2 separate regions of the Sus scrofa genome follow, and region 2 is linked to region 1. Evidence: chromatin contacts called from public Hi-C data. All regions are on one chromosome and are shown on one strand. The core of a region is the stretch at or near the end of the contact, and the rest is flanking DNA. Distances in the headings are between cores, read along the strand shown.

Region 1 (3,234 bases), core at 62-2,561:
GCCTCTCCCCTGTTTGCTATAGTACCATGCATTTGACAACTTTGTTAAGGTATGCTTGCTGCTGAAAATCAACTATTTTTCATTAAATAAAGATGTTCTGTAACAAACACCAAGATAACAACTGCTTTCGGGAGCAGAGAAAGGAAATCAGCTTTAAGTTTCCTGTAAAATAGAATGGTGAAAGGTACATACAGCTCCCCATCAAAAGGAGCAAAGCAAGTTCTGTTGTGTAGTCAGTCAGTGTTCCCATTTCTTAGAATTTAGAGCTAGATAGATGAGAGGGAAAAGGAAATTTGAACCATCTTTAGTTCAAATCTGGAATTAAAAAAAAAAAAAAAAAAAAAGACCTAAAAAGAGGTATCTGTCTGCCACCACAAACCTTGGAGCCAGGGGCGCCTTGTTGGACTCTTACTATAAAATAACAAACCTAACACCCTTATTTGCAACTCCCTAAGGACAAAGATTTGAGCTCTGAATCAGCCATAGAAAGTAGAGGTCTCTAGGAATGCCTATTAAGCTTGAAGAATACAGATGATATTTTTTAAAGTGTCTTCTATTACGTATTTTGTTATCTCCCTCCCACCCATGTTCCACCTTCTAGGTTTCATTGCTCAAAATGTTTCTGTGCAGTATCTCCCCATTTTAAATCTTTGGAATTCCAAACTACCTTGTAACCCTCTACCTTGAACGTGGAGGCTATTCAAACATAAGCCTGGGGGAGAAGTGGGACTTGAACTGAGTGTTATTTAAGACCTCTTCATATGCTCTCACTGTGTGAATTTTGGCGGGTGGGTGGGGTGTCCCTTTCAACATCACACACAGGAACACACCCTCCCAGTTGTAACTCTCACTCCTAGGTCAACGCATATTTTAAATAGGTCCCTTTGAACAGATGTGACCTGTGGATTTATCTGATGACCCCATCGGAAATAATCTGGGGTCGCGGGAGAAGCCCGCCTTCCTCTCCAGGAGAGCCTTTATTGTGTACGCTCTAGTTAATGAGCCTCCCTCCAAGCCTCAAACTGTGCGCGTTATTATGCTTGTCGGCAAGGCTGAAGGAAGAGGTAAGTAGTCAACCACCCGGACCCGCAGGGTCATCAGCCATAGCTTCTCCTGGCTAGAAGACACACCAACAGGAATCCACCAGAGCTCCTCGAGTTCCCAGCCCGGCTACGGAGGGGGGAAAAGTAATCGATTTTGTCTGGGGCTGCTGCGCGCCTTACACTTCCTGCGGTGATTTGCAGCGGGGCTGGAGGTAGAGAGCTTCCGATTGGCTCGCGGGCCGACGCCGCACAGTCTGGGAGGGCGGAGCCGGGTGAAGGGGCGGGGCCTGGGCGGGGCCGGGCGCTGGCTCCGGAACTTAACTCCTGAGAGACTAGGGGGCCACAGAGACGGCCGCAGCGCTCCCTCCCCTGGTCCTTCCGCTCGCGGAGTTTTTTCTTTTACGAATGAGCGGATGCCAGTGACAAGTTAATAGCTCTCCTGATCTTAGGTTAAATGGAGTCTCATTCCTGCCCAAGTCTCCTTCCACCGACCTGCCCAGGCCGCAGGGGCAGGGGCCGGGATTGCGTCTGCCATTCGGCGGAGGGGCGGAGGGCTCGAGGCTCCCCGGTTGCCTCCCAGCCCGGCTTCGGCCCCGCCCATACTACTGGTTGCTGACCCTGGGCCTCAGGCCCGCGTCTACCTGCCCTCCGCTTTGAGGTGCATTCGCTTCCTCTCCTACCCGGCCAGCTACTCTCCCGGCGCAGCTTCCTCCTACGCAAGTGTGCACACTCACTCTGCATCCCACACTAGAATCAGCCCGAACCCTGCGTTGGCCCCTGGAGCTGGCGGATCAATCGTGGGAACCGGGCAGAGCTCCCCCGCCCAGTCCCTGTCCCCGGTGTCATCCATTTCCCCTCCCTTCGGCCGCCCAGACTTCAAAAGCGGCCTGGCTGCTGGAGGTCCTTCCGCCGGCGACGCAGATTGCTGGCGGCCCAGGAGCCGGCGGGAGCCGGGTGGGCGCGGGGGCCCAGACGGGCCTCAGCCGCAAGCGCCCAGCCGCAGGGGCCTGTTTTCCCCCGTGCGTGGGAGCTTTCTGAGAAGGTGGATGTTTAGTGCCTGACCCTGTCTCCTGAGAGAGTCTCCCTCAGAGCTTAAGCCCTATTTCCTTCCTTCTTTCCTCCCTCCAGTTCGGTCACCCCTCATTGATAGGCTCTAATCCTCGGATCGGAACTGCTTCTGCCTGGAAGATTTGGCCGCCTTTTCCTTTGCTCTCCACATTCCTGAAAAGCCGATTCGTTCTGAGCCGCATTGATGACTGGGGGAGGAGGGCTGCTTCCAACTCTGGCACCACCTGGGTGGTCGCCGTGACCAAGTGATTCCTTTTCAGCCCTTCTTTTCCTCGACTCTATAAAAGCCATTTTGCAGAGAATAAAGATGCTGAAGTAGTCTATTTTGGCATTGATCTTGCAGGGGTACAAAGACTAGTTTATATCGATCTGTATTCAATTAGACTATGAGATTTTTGAGGGTAGGGGTGCATTACTCAGTCCATGGCTCCAGATCCTAGTACAGGGCCTGACAAATAAATAGTAGCTGTGCCTTCAATCATGTTGAATTCAACAGAACCTACTTTTTCCCTGAACATTTCCAAACACTTTTTCAGATATACTTAAAATGTTATATAAAGCTTTCCAAGAAGAGAAAAGAGAGAGAACAAAAAGGAGAATGGGGGAAGGAATCCCAGAATAACTGCAGATCCTTTGAAAGAAAGAGGTTAGATTTAGATTTTCAAAGAAACTAAACCAGACAGATCCTGCACATCTAAGTGAGAACACACAAGCCCTCACATCATTATTAAACATCTCAAGTTCTTACTGTTTTCCAGGCTAACAATGTCTCCTTAATATGTAACATTCTCTAGCTTTGTATTGTCTTTTTTACTTCTCTGACCCATCTTCAAACTACCTAGGTGCTGAGCTGAGAACCTGCAAGGCTAAACTGGACACAGATTGTTCAAATCTAGAAAATGGCAACTTTCATTTTTCTTAGTGAGAGAGCTTTTATCCTATTTAAAGAAAGGACAAGGGTTTGCATAACCAGATTAGCTTTTTAAAAAATTGGTGGCAGTATGCACTTAAGAATAATCCTATGCCAGGGCATTAATGAACATTGGATCTACCCTCTTGCATAGTGTTTACAAATATAAACAAAATTTTTCATTCAACAATCAATGTATGACATATACTCATT
Region 2 (3,015 bases), core at 155-2,654, 220 kb after region 1:
TTTTCACTTCTAGGTTCCATTTAGAATTCGCTGGCCTCCCTTCCATTGCAGACCTGCTGTTTAGTCTGCATCTGAAAATTAAACCCAGAGCTTCAGCTTTTGCATTAAATACTGAACTTTCCTCCAGCACACAGCCTCAATCGTGCCTGTGTGGTAAGATTATAATTAAACTCCTAAGACATTAAAAATTTCCATCTAGCATTAGGGGATCCGGGTGGATACTGGCATGTCGTCTTCCTCCTTTTGAATCAGCTAGCAGAAGTGTACCCAATGGTACAGCCACATGCATTGTGCTGCACCAAATTAAAAGAATGGGGATGTGTGCAAACCACATTTCTAGGTTTTAGTAGGGCTTTTCCCCAAGTGTAATGAAAGCAATGAAAGAGTTATACTTATTACATTCTGGGGGTAGGGTGGGGGCAAAAGAAAAACTAAGGGAAAATGAGTGCAATTTTCCAATAGTCATAATAAAAATAGAGTTCTCCAACTCTGCCCACTTTCTTTTCCCTCGCTTCAGTTTTCTGCCAAAAAAATGGCGTGTTTTGCCCCAGTGTGGCGCGGCCTCCGTTGTCTTTGTAAGGCAACTGAGTGAATGGCTGGGGGCTGTTCAGTGTTTAGAGGCTTTAGTGGCTGGTGCTCATAAAAATGTCACTGCACTTTCACTTTGAAAAGTCCTTTTATCCTACATTCCTGAAGCCCATCCCCAACCATACGCCTCCTTGAGCAGACTGCCACTGCTTGGCCTGCCCACCTCGTCAACCAGCCCCTAATGAGATGTGTAGAATGCTTGGCTGCAGTTTTCAACCCCCTTATTTCCTCAAAGCCGCTCTTGGGGAGCTACCCAAGCTCAAAGATCCTTTGGCCATATGTTGCAAACATGAAGCAATTTAAATAAATATCCCAAGTTGCAAGCTATTGACTACAGTAAATGCCAGTGTCCTCTAAGTTGCTAAAGAGGATTGACTTTCAGGAGTCCCTACCAACTACTTTGCTGTGGAAATAAGCTTCCTGGGGGACATCAGAACCAGCTGCTCATTTCCTCCATCACCAGTTCCTGTCCACTCTTTGCACCACAGAAGGGCTCTGTGTGAAGTCTGGTCAACCGTGACACTTAGGGCAGCTGAACGTGGATTTTCCAATTCCATCTTCGTGCATCCATGACCCAATTGGCTCCTGGGAGGGAAAGCCAAATTCTTCTCTCCCAGCCTTCTCTTGCCATCTCTTGTTAAATTACCTACCCCAATCCAGTAAATGAATGGTGGAACACAAGAATATGAAGAGAATTTTTCTTCTCTTAGTTACACGCGCTCTTTTGTCGCGGCAGCCACACGGGTAGCAAAAGGCCAAGTCACCGGAAGGGTGAGAAGTGGGGTTGGCAGAGGTGAGAGGTGTCACGGGCCCGTCAGTATCACCCAGTTAGCAGCAGTGCCGTCCTCTGGAGGGTGGCCAGTGAGGGCTATGCCAAGAAGAGAGAGCTCTCCATGAACCAGACATTTGAGGAAACGATCATTCTGAGCACGTGAGAGCCACATGGCCTCCAAAAGTTGGACAGAGTGAGGCTTCCACCCTCTGACATCCTAATCTTGTACCCCTTACTAACTGACAGTTACTAAGGAGAAGCATTGCAAGGTCAGGGGAAAGACACCTCCGTGTTGTGTTAAGAACCATGAAGTAAAGGAAACAGGATGAAGATGGGGACACCGTGATTTTTAGCTGAGTTGTGTCTAAGGGAATTGAAGAAGCCACTTACATATCAGGAGCTCCAAGAGCTCCAGTCAAGCAAAGTTGCTGGGAAAGTTTTAAAAAGTTAGTCACACACACACACACACACACACACACACACGAGTTCAGTGGGTTAAGAATCCAACTATGGTAGCTCCAGTCACTGCAGCAGCATGGGTTTGATCTCCTGCCCTGCGCAGTGGGTTAAATTGTTGCAGCTGTGGTGTGGGTCACAACTGCAGTTCAGATTCAATCCCTGGCCCAGGAATTTCCATATGCCTTGGGTGGGGCCATAAAAAAATAAAGATAAAAAGCTGATCACATTCCATCTACTACAAGGTCTTTATAAGTTCATGGCCCGATAATGTGCTCTCCTTCTGGATTTGGAAGCACCTTGGTTTCCAGGTAGTCTAGAAAAATCAAGCAGAAATGGAATAATGACAGCTCAGTCGGGGGTGGGGGTGGGGGGTGTTCCAACTTGACTGCATTCTATAAATTGGTTAACCAAGAGAAGAAAGAAGCAAATGTATCTGCCAGCATTTGCACTGTGGTCTGTTTTGGGATAGTCACCTAAGTCCACACCTCGTGTCACCATGAGAAGGGAGTCATTTGGGGATGGATGAAGAGCGTATCTGCCAAACGGTATAGTGACTTTCTGAAATTTAAACATTAAGGGAAAAGGCCAGGTCACAGGGCAGCTGAACCTTGGCTTGTCTCTCTCTCTCATCCTCGGTGGCTTTGATCCTGCCACCTTCTCCTTTGTGGTCAGTCTTCCATAGAGAATCTCAGGGTCATGGCCTGTTGCCGATCAAGAGGTATAAACCTATGAAGCCCGCAGCTCGGGGGTTGGGAGCAGAGGGGAGGTAGCTTCAAACGTTCCACATTTCCCACATAACCCAAAGCAGACTAAACAAAACCGGTGTGAAATCTCATGACTTGATGCTGCGGCGGATATATTTTTTAAGCTGTAATCCATTCATTTGTATGTGTGTTTATTCCCAGGATTTACAGCTGCCTCAGTCTTAGGGGGGAAAAGAGTTTGAAACCTGTTGCAGAGGGTTTGCAGTAAGCAGTGGCCTGTGATTAAAGCCCAGGATTGTGTGTGTGTGTGTGCGCGCACGCGCGCACGCTCACGCTCGCATGCATGTGAACATGTGAACGTGCGAGTGCCTGTTCATATGGGCTTTTTTCCTCACGTTTGCTGCTTTTACGCAAAAGCGTCACACATGGTAGCATTTAGGAGTTCCTTCACAGCTGAAGTGTTTCAAACACTAATGAATGGAAGTTTGGTCA

What was found. A called contact is a pair of places that touch in the nucleus more often than the background predicts.
Region 2: a contact with region 1 is called in a Hi-C map of heart right ventricle, with 2.4 times the contacts expected there. The contact joins two enhancer-like sites. A contact is called at or near these places in 2 of 47 Hi-C or Micro-C datasets (embryonic fibroblasts and heart right ventricle).

Annotation. Positions count from the first base shown.
Region 1 is chr5:30,109,535-30,112,768 of Sscrofa11.1, forward strand. No RefSeq gene overlaps it. Among named protein-coding and RNA genes, the nearest start is that of HMGA2, 77 kb to the right of the region's middle. Within about 2 kb of position 1,312, at least 73 of the 83 cell types and tissues checked have an H3K27ac peak or open chromatin away from gene starts, as enhancers often do.
Region 2 is chr5:30,325,132-30,328,146 of Sscrofa11.1, forward strand. All of the region lies in intron 4 of HMGA2 (high mobility group protein HMGI-C), which reads left to right. Among named protein-coding and RNA genes, the nearest start is that of HMGA2, 140 kb to the left of the region's middle. Within about 2 kb of position 1,405, at least 2 of the 83 cell types and tissues checked have an H3K27ac peak or open chromatin away from gene starts, as enhancers often do.